Linked DNA regions of Urocitellus parryii: region 2 is linked to region 1. A link is a contact called in public Hi-C data. All regions are on one chromosome and are shown on one strand. The core of a region is the stretch at or near the end of the contact, and the rest is flanking DNA. Distances in the headings are between cores, read along the strand shown. Region 1 holds the start of Capsl (calcyphosine like). Region 2 holds the start of Prlr (prolactin receptor).

Region 1 (5,251 bases), core at 2,039-4,538:
GACCCCTATTTATTTGTGAAATACAAAAAATAGTACTAACTACTTCATTTCCCCCCCCCCCTTAGCTCTTTTGCCAAGATGTGTATGTACCAGGCACACTTTTTTATTTACTTACTTCTAAATTGACAGATGCAGCTGTATGTGTTTACCAGGTACAGCATCATGTATTGAAGTATGTATAGATTGTGAAATGACTAAATCTAGCTAATTAACAAATGATCATGGGTTTTTAAAGTTGATATGAAATTCATTTAACATAAAGTTAGCCATCTTAAAATATTCAGCACCATCCTAATGTTGTGCAATCACCCACCTATATGAAGTTCCCAAGCATCTGCATCACCCCAAAGGAAATCCCATGCTTATTAAGCAGGCACTTCCCATTGCCCTCCCAGTATCAGCTCCCTGTAATCACTAATTTGCTTTCTGTCTTCTGAATTTGCCTTTTCTGGATATTTCACACAAGTGGAATCATATAATATGTGACTCCTGTTTTTGTACAGCTTTTTTCAGTTGGTATAATGTAGTCAAGATTCATACACATTGTGGTATATACCAAGACCTCATTCCTTTTTAATGGCTGAATGATATTCCATTGTGTGGATATGCCACAGTTTGTCCATCCATAGGTGGACACTTGGATTGTTTTTACCTTCTGGCTCTTGTGAATAATGTTGCCACAGACTTGGGTATCCCTGTTTTCAGATCAGTTCATGGGTTTTGTGAGGAATGAATACATGCTTACCATCTGGTGGGGGCACAAGAACTGTTAGAATTTGATGCTTTTAATATTTTCCCAAAGGTTTGCAAGGAGCACTCCACTTGCAAAATCCCTTAAACACCAGATCTTCCTGTCTCCCCACTGTTGGCTTTCAGTTGAGGTCTCTCTTTGTTCCTTGCTTCCTGTCATGGACTGTGTGGAAGTAGGACAGCAAGGAGAGTGGAGAAGGGGGAGGAGAGGTCAGAGGACAGGAGGAGGGGAGTAGGGGGTGGGGCAGCCCTTGGGACAAGGTGGGGGGGCAGCAGGTGCTCCTGGAAGGAGCCAGCCTCTGAGGGGGTTCAGAGGATGAAGAGGGCATGCTGCCCACCCACCCCAGTTCCTGCCTCTGCAGCCTGGAAGTTGGGAAGGCTGGAACAAGCTCCACGGAAAGAATGTGGCCAGGGCGAGGAAATGGCGACTCAAGGGTGGGTGGGGAGCAGGAAGCAGCGAGATGAGGTGGGGTGGTCTTGTAGGGGACACCAGAATCTGGTGGTGGATGAGGAATTCTGTGGGCATGGAGTTAGGACTGGAAGCCAGGACAAGCTCTAGGAATGTCAGCCCGAGGTCAGGTGAAAAAATGGTAAGAGACAAAGCCAGTGTTGAGAAGGTTCATGCCGCCAGTGGGGCGACCGCGAGGGCAGCAGGTGTTCAGGGGGACAGGTACCTTCACCTGCCGTGGACGGAGATGGGGTCTGTGGGGGCAGTGGGCGCCACCATCTGGAATTCCGGGGAATCTCTGCTTCGGTGCGGCACCAAGCAAAGGGAGACCCTGCCTAGCCTTAGGTGTAACAATTTCTTACAAATATGGAGTAAGTAAAGCAGCTGGAACTTCTGTGGGCTGGCCCAGAGTCCAAGAAAACTGAGTGAAGCACTCCCATCTTGAGCTACATGATGGAAATCAGGAGGGAGGGCAGGAAGAAGGGATCCTGTTCATCAGCTGGAAGGAGGCTACTGGAGATGGGGTGAGTTCAGTGTGTGCTCCTCTGTGTTGTCTAGTCGAGCCTCAGTTTTCGGTTTGAGATTCCCTTTCCTGAAAGTTAAATACTGAATACTTTATAGGGAGACCTTTCAGGGTGTGATAGGAAAACAGTTGGTACAGGGGAGGGCCCAATCCCCAGGGCTGCCATCTTTGATAAAAATAATTCTGTCCTTACACGGTCCTCAAGGCAAGTGCCAGAATTTGGACAGCCAGGGAGCCCTGAAGTCAAGGGTAGAGCACCATTTATTGTCTTGTGTGCACTGAATGCCATTCTTCCTACCCTCTTGCTCTTTTTATTTGGAGCTCAACGTAAGGTAGCTTCTAGAATCTTCCATCCACTGGGTGAGTGGACTCATGGAGATTACTGGTTTTTGGAGTCGGAATGAAGTTTAAAGATCATCTAAGCCAACTGAGAAGGAGACAGTGGAGGCTTTGAGATGGGCTCTGATGTCAGGGGGTGGGTCGGGATGGCAGTGGAGAGGTGGGACTGGGACCTGAGTCCCCAGGCTCCCGGTGCCCAGTGCTCTTTCCACCACTGTGGAAGTTCTGAGAACTGAAAGGAGGAATCAGTTCACCACACCACCCTTCCCTCCTGTTCTGAAAACTCAAATCACAAAAGCCAAGCTGGAGAAAACGATATCTTTTTGTATGTGTGTCAGCTGAGAGATAGTAAATATAGATTTTTTTTAAGTTGTTGATAGACCTTTATTTATTTATTTATATGTGGTGTTGAGAATTAAACTCAGTGCTTCACACATGCCAGGCAAGTGCGCTACCTCTGAGCCCCAGCCCCAACCCTGTTTAAAATATTTCTGTCTTAAGAACCCTGTTGCTGGGTGTGGTGGTGCCTCCAGCAGCTTGGGAGGCTGAGAAAGGTCGATCGTGAGTTCAAAGCCAGCCTCAACAAAAGCAAGATGCTAAGCAACTTAGTGAGACCCTGTCTCTAAATAAAATACAAAAATAGGGCCGGGGATGTGGCCCTGAGTTTACTCCCTGGGACCCCCTCCCCCAACAAAAGAACCTTGTTAATGGGCACATACCTGCTAATCAAGGAGAACACACTGATTGCTGGTAAGAATCATCAGGGCCCTAGTGTTGAGAATCTCAGGGAAGACAGAAGCAATGAAAATCAGTGTTTAGACCAAAGAGGAGACTCTTAATTAAACGTGGAGTGAGGGAATATGGAGAAATCTAAATAAAATGACATAGGATACGTGGTTGTTTCTAAAAGAGGGTGGAGAAGGAGAACTTGGACTTTTTATGGAGGGAGGAGGGCTTCAGAATGAGAAAATGGCTTTGTATTCATTGTTGAGCTGGGGAAAGCAGATGGCCTCGGGACACGGTCCAGTAAGTAATAAATATGCCAGGCACACAGTCCGCTTGGTTAAAAATTGGAAATTCTGGGAGGAGGTTTGAGACTATTCCTGGGAGATCTGATGGCAAAGTGAGCTGTAAATTTCCTTCTCAGCAAGATTGCTATCTCCTGTTCAGCCAGAGGCAGGTGGTGCGGCGGGGAGCTCTGCTAATGTGCTGTGAACTCTCCTCTCAGATGGCAGGGACAGCACGCCATGACCGAGAGATGGCCATCCAGTCCAAGAAGAAACTCACCACGGCCACGGATCCCATTGAGAGACTCCGACTGCAGTGCCTGGCCAGGGGCTCTGCAGGTATCAAAGGACTTGGCAGGTAGGATGCAGGAGAGGCTGGGGGGGTCCAGGTGAGGCTAGAAGTGCTTCGTGATCTTGGGCCGAGTTATTCCCTTACTTGTGAAATGCAGAGTTTGGAAGAGTTGATCTCTCAGGTCTCTTGTGACCATTTTTAGTTCTTAATCCCAGATTCAGCAAGGCCCAGGTGCAGCTGAAAGAGGGCAGGGCTCCCGAGGTAAGGGGAGAGGCACAGCCAGGTAGCACAGACTCCGAGCAGGACAATGAGACAGGAGCTCCCTGAAACTGGGATAGGACCGGCTGGGTTGGAAGAGGGAGGAAAGGACAGTGGTTTGGCAGTGATTATAGAATTTGGGGTTCTGTTCTCAGGCAGTCTTGTCTTTCTCAGCTCTAGTGGCACTGGGATTGCCTGTGGTGTCTGCCATGGGTGTCTTTGTCTTGTTGAGCCAATCCTCACACTCTCTGGTAGTGTGTCACCCTCAGGGCTGAGAAACCCAAGGGCAAAAGGAGACTGTGAGCCCCTAAGGGCAGACCCTGTGCATTATAACAAACTACACTGAGAGTCTGCTGTGGGCCAGACGATTCCCGGTGAACTAGGCTTCTCCGGTTCCCATGGAGTCATGTAAATGGGGCCCTGGGTGGTGGGAGCAGTTGTATATTGGAGAAGTACAGAAAGTCAGTGGGAGAGACACCCAACTCTGCATCCAGAGGTTGTGGAAGGCTTTAGGTCCATCTGATATCACCTTAAACCATCCCAGGTCTCAGACTTGGAGCTCTATCAGAGGCCCAGGCTACAGGTATGTGAAGCCGGGTGACCACATGGTCCCAGTCCAAAGGCAAGTCCTCTTCCTTCAGTACCGTGTCTCTTCAACCTCTCCCTGTTTCTCAGAGCAGTCCCCTTAGGGACCCTGCTTTACCCTCTACTTCCTGGTCCATCATTCAGTCCACTCCTTCCTGCCAATGGTGCCCTCTCCACCTGTTGGTGCCATTACACCCTGCACTTTCTTCAGCCCTTCACTGTGAACAGATGTTACCTCATCCCTGGCCTCTCTTACTGGCCTCTGCCTTCTCTAAGTCTCTCCTCAACTCAATGGAGGCAGCTCCTTCCCTCCACCCTGCACTAGGGTCTGTTGACAGGTAGACACTCTCCTTCACTCTGATCCCAGATCCCAGGAAATATTCCCTCCTTTTGCTCATTTCCCCACCCCCACCCCCAGCCTGCCTTTGAAGGGCATGTCCTCAGGGTAAGCTCTACTATTCGCCAACTCCAGGACACGTTCTTCTGTGAAGGGTTGGCTCCTAGAACAATCTTTCCACTCGGTCTGGAGTCTTTCTTCTGACTAAGACCAGAATGAGTCTATCATGACTTTGGCACCTTTGCTTTTTTGACTTCAAAGTCTGATGGTTTCCAACAGTTTTCCTTCTCAGTCATTCCCAATTATGACACAAATGTAGACGTTACCCAAGATTCTTTTGCCAGCATCTTTAATTCACTATACATCTCACCCACTCCGGAGTTGAGCTCATCTTTACTCTGGCTCCTTCCACATTCTCAGCATCAAGTCTTCTCCTGGGCTCCAAACTCATCACGTAATTTATATCCCCTTCTTCTTCTTCTTCTTCTTTTCTTCTTCTTCTTCTTCTTCTTCTTCTTCTTCTTCTTCTTCTTCTTCTTCTTCTTCTTCTTCCTTGTTAACTAGCCAGTTACCTACTGAGTATCTTTAATAGTTGTGTTACTGTTCAAAATAAAATAAAATTAATCATCCCTTCTTGCAAACAGAGCTTCCCCTGCAGTCCTGACCCTTTCAGTCACTCTAACAGTTCCTTGGGTTGGAAACTCAGGAAGTA
Region 2 (5,251 bases), core at 1,656-4,155, 760 kb after region 1:
AGGGCTGGCTTACCCTTGATCAAGATCCTTTTGGAGAGTTGAGATCAAAATCCAATGGAGAGTTGGCTCAGAGAGATAAAAAACCAACTCTGTCCCTAACCTAATGTTTGCCAGCCATAAAAACTGGTCAATGGGCAATACAGGTATGCTTAATGCTGGGACTCACCCTGGGTCTGATGGGAGTTAACATTTAGCTCAGTCCGCTGCGGGTGGGGGGACAGCTGCCATTATCTTTCACTCTAAAGGCTTACTGAGCCTATTGTGTTTCTCCTGTTGAGGTGTAAGATGCAGAATAAGTTGAGAAATCATTATGAAACACTACATTGATTCCACTATGAATGTGTCTAACTCCCTGGCACAAGGGTTTCAGGCATTAGAAAATACATAGTAGTTGGGGCTGGGGTTGTGGCTCAGCGGTAGAGTGCTCGCCTGGCACATGCGAGGCCCTGGGTCTAATCCTCAGCACCACATAAAAATAAATAAATAACGATATTGTGTCCAACTAAAAAAATAAATAAATAAATATTTTTTAAAAAAATAAAATACACAGTAGTGATCAGAGACCAGGCTATGTCTCAGGAAATCCCAGAGAAAAGTTGTTACCTTTTAGTCCATAAAATGCTTCCTGAAAGTTATAGAGGAAAAAAAAAAAAACTTTTATTGGGAGTGTTTCTTTGATCCTGCATCAGTTTATGAGCAAGTATGAGCAGATGACAAAATCTACTTCTGCTGAACCTACCCTGTATCCCCACCCTAGCATTTCTTTAGTAAAACACTTGAAACCTTGCTTTGGAAGATCTGCCTAGATAGCATCTGACCTCACCAAAAAGTGTGATTTATGGCATGCTGAGTCCAGGCATTTTAATACAATGCTCCCCCAACCAAAGTAGAGAAGCTTTAATAAAGGGATGTTATTTTTAAAATAATAAAGTCTTGACCAGTGGGCAGAAGAATCCAGAATCCTATTTCCAACCTAAGATGAGATAACCAGATTACCAGGACAAAGACCTCTTTCTGGGCTATCTGTACCTGGTTAAGCTGGATGAGGGAGATCAACAGAATCTGAGACCAGCAGGTATAAGCAGGGCAGAAGCCAACATGACCTCTCAGCCCTGGCTCTCCTGTTCTGCTCAGCACTACATATCCACTTGTTGGGTCTGTTGGGTCTGTTGTTTTAATCTCCACTGTCTTTCCAACAGAAGGGGGAATCATTGTTCCATCTATCATAGACTTTCTGCAAATCAGGATGATTTATCAGTTGCTCTCAGATTTGCCCAATTGCTCTGTCCCCATGGGTAGATGCCTGTCAGCTTACTGAACCTCTCCATACTTCACTTTCTCATCTGTTAAAAGGGAATGGTAATGATCTGTACCTACTCATGGTGCCATTGTGAGAACAAAATAAAATTCAAATGATGAAAGTACTTTGCCCTGTGCCTGTCCTATCACAGATGCTCCAGAAGAGTCCCATAGACATTATTTAAAACCCTTTCAGGGGCTTTGCCCTCTTGATGTAGATGACCCCTAGGGATTAGATGGGGCCGATGGTGGAGAATGTACAACCCAGGAGGGCATCTGGAAGGAATCTGGACCTTCAAAGAACAAGATGCTGGCTACCTGACAGGACCCATTAGAGGACCAGGATCCATTATTAAAACAGCTGCCTCGGTGTAAGGGAGCTACCTGATAGTTCCTGCCCTTGTGCCCTACACCTTTGCTGTCACTGAGCTTTTATTTCTGAGTATGTCTTGCAGGAGGAAATGTCGGGTGGAGAAAGCCTTCAAAAAACTTCCCATTAAGTGACCGTCAGGAGGAGACTCACACTCTGGTCAGGAGGAATGGGCCAAGGTCTTTTGGAGGCTCATCAGACAACACAGCTTTGCCCCCAATGCTCTCCCCTTCATTTAAAAACTAAAACAAACAAACTAACTGACTAACTAAAAAGAAAAGAAATAAAATAAAATTTTAAAGAGAAATTAAAGCCATGTGTTTCTGAGAATTTACACTTGGTTCATCAAATCTATTGTTTTCTGAGTGTCATTTAAAGTCTAATAAAACTAATGAGCCTTCTTTTTTTAAATGTTTTTAAAATCCTTTTTCTTAGAAGGACATTGAGAGGCTTTGAAAGCTGTTCCAAGGGTAAAAATAATAATATTAATAATAAATTGCTCAAAACTCTCAACCCCTGCAGGTTCAAAATTTACTTAATACTCTGAGCTCAAGGGATTTGAATTATTACTGGAGTTTATTATATTTTATAATGGGACTTCACAAAAGGGAGAAAGAAATCATGTGGAGGTTCACTAGAGGTCATTGTAAAGTTTGCTTCACAACCATGCTCATAGCCAGGGCTTCCAGGACCCTCTCACTCTGAACCTTCAAAGAAAGTGCCCCCTACTTGGCAGGATCCGTGGGGCTAGATAAAGTCGGAAACTGAGAAACTGACTTTTCAGCCAGGATTATTTGGGGCTGGAGATTTAAAGCCAAATCCCTCCTAGAATGGTTCCCTTGTAGGGCCTACAATCTATGTCACATAAAATGCATGATATACTGTCAGATGACTGTGGAATGGAAAAAGAACATTTTTCCCCCCTTTGGGATGTGTGCAAAGGAGTGGACTACTGTGACTCCCCTTGAACTTTCTCTTATCATCTGATGACCTCTGGCGGTGGAATTTTTCCCAGCAAGTGCAAATCGAGGCTTCTGAGCCAAGCCACCCCATGTTACATTTTCCTACATTCCCTTCCTTCTGTTTTGTCATTCACATTAAGCAAGGAGCAAGAAACAGTTGTAAACACCCAGAATAAATTGGTGCATATGCCTGACCAGGCTGTCATTTCAAAAAAGTTGCCTGCTGCCTCTCTTTCAGGCAATCTTTGATACATTTCCCGTAAGAAGAAAAGGGAGCCAACATGAAGGATAATGTGGCATCCACAGTTGTTTTCATGCTGCTGCTTTTTCTCAACATCAGACTCCTGAATGGTGAGTAAGAGATTGTCCTGCTCTCTTTCATTGCTGGGGTTTTATCAAGAAGGTGAAGAGATCATCACAGCTTTCTTGCAATGCAGTTGTGAGAAATAAAAATGCTTATGTCATGTGCTGCTAATAAATTATTTGCAACCCTTTTTGCATTAAAATTAATGCAGAAAAATTAATGCAAACTTGTCATTAGGCTCTCTGCCTTCTATCCTCATTGAGGAGGGTAATGAAACACTTCTGAGGACCTGAGTTCTAGTCCAGATTCTGCCAGTTGCTGGCTGTGTGACCTTGAGCCAATTGCCCAATCTCTTTGGCTTTCCAAATTCTCAAAGTGAGGAAAGTGACATTTCCTCCACCACAGATGAAATAACAAATGTGAAAAATCTTGGAAAAACTATGAAGGGATGTAAAAGACTGCTATTGCATGGTGAGAAACAGATACAGCCAACTCTGTTATCTGCTGATTTGGGAAATAATATCCACAGCTAAATTAGGAGTGTGCCTGTACATACCCACAGCTAAATTAAGTGTGTCTGTGTACATTTCTGAGTGTCAACCCCTATACATTTCTGAGTGTGCATACTTATGAGTGTACCTATATGCATATTAACTTTTTATACTGCCTGATTGCAAATGCTCCTCTGTGAGTACCTGTGTTGGTATAAATCTGTGTGTGGGTTTATGCCTGTGTGTGTACCTATGAGAATGTATGTGTACTCTGTGTGTACATGTATGTGTAATAATATGTACTGTTGTAAGTGTGACCCTGTGTGTATTTCTCTGTGCATGTATGTGGGGTGTGTGTGTGTGTGTGTGTGTACTTGGGATGTGGGATCTATGTGAACATCTGCCTAACACCTACATGTGTGATACCTGTGTGATTGTCCCTATGCATCTGTGTAATAAGACAGTCCATTACATGTGACTATCTCTAAAGAGGATAAAGGCACACATTGTAATTTCACAATTTTACCTTCCTCTCTGAGTTTCCTAAAAATACTATTGGTGACCAGTACAATGTGAAAGAGAAGCTTTTGTGAAAGAGAGAGAAAAGGGAAAGCAGAGGTCAGAATCATTCATGAGGGAAATTCTAAGTCCCCCAATCAGGAACAGTAGCCCCGAGTGTCTTCAACTGTATTACTAAACCACAGACTTTGGGGTTTTTAAATAAACTTTTCTTCCTATGTCACATACTCCTCCTCACTCAGAACAAAAACAAACAAAAGGAACCTTGTGTGTTTGCCATGATTCCCAAATACATCATCCTGAAGAAATCTCCCCTAGAGGATGAGCAATGACAAATATTGGTAGAGCTACCCTAGGCTGACATGGACTGCTTTCACGGGGTCTATAAACTGGCATGGTGCTCAGCTCCCACTGGCATGATTAGCCTGGTATCCTGGGCCCGTCCTGTGCACCATGCTGTGCCATTCCATTCAATTCTCCTTTCTGGCCAGGTTACCCAGAGAACCCCTTCTTATGCATGTCCCCCTCACAGGGTCTCCTGCAGACCTGCTCTTCCTAGTCTGATGCTCAACTAGGAGTTCTGGCCTAGGATCATGCCTGAGGGATGGAGAGAAGTATGGAGGAAACAGTGAGAACTCTCTGAGCTGCTGAGGCCTAACTCAGAGCTCCTCTCTCAGCTCCTCATTTATTAAACTGAACACTGGGGCCTTAAACTTGACAGGAAGGAAGAGCAAATGGGAGTTACATAGATAGTTCAGTTGGCCTCCCTAGCCCAGCTGCACTGGGGCAAACTCCTAGGATAGCTCAGTTTCTCTTTGGAGCTAACAGCAGCCAAGCAAGAGAAATGAGAACCAGCTTGCCAAGAGCTTTGGGGATTAGGCAACTAAAAAAATCCCTCCTCCTTGACACTGTATTTTCCATATCACCTTAAGCAGACCTTCCAGCTTCCAGCCTGAGACTGAATGCAGCTCATGTAGCTCACAGCTCAGAGAAGACCTGCCCAGAGTCTTCCCATACTCCTTCCCCAAAATGGTCCATAGAATTGCAAGACAGCCCTTTGCCATCTCATCACAAAAAAAAACCCATAGAGGAAGAAAATATAAGCAGAAAGAAGGACTAAAAACCAAGACTCAGAGATGGTAACAGGGAGGATGGGGAGATCCACTAGGCCATTAGGCCAAGGCCAAGGAAAAGTGACAAGAAAGGGGAAGAAGAAGATAAGAGGAGAGAGGGAGGAACTGCTGAGGAACACTCAGATAAAGGGAGCATCAATGATAGATGACAAACTAAAGATGGAGACAGTTGG

The links. Hi-C and Micro-C count contacts between places; a contact is called where the count stands out from the background.
Region 2: a Hi-C map of liver shows a contact between it and region 1, with 11 times the contacts expected there. The contact joins the promoter of Prlr here to the promoter of Capsl in region 1. A contact is called at or near these places in 2 of 2 Hi-C or Micro-C datasets (liver and muscle).

The regions. Positions count from the first base shown.
Region 1 is chr1:20,772,452-20,777,702 of mUroPar1.hap1, forward strand. It overlaps Capsl (calcyphosine like), which reads left to right and starts at 3,289. Exons shown (of 3, transcript XM_077795534.1): 1 at 3,289-3,425. The coding sequence starts at 3,289.
Region 2 is chr1:21,531,170-21,536,420 of mUroPar1.hap1, forward strand. It overlaps Prlr (prolactin receptor), which reads left to right and starts at 2,906. Exons shown (of 8, transcript XM_026390151.2): 1 at 2,906-2,982. The coding sequence starts at 2,913.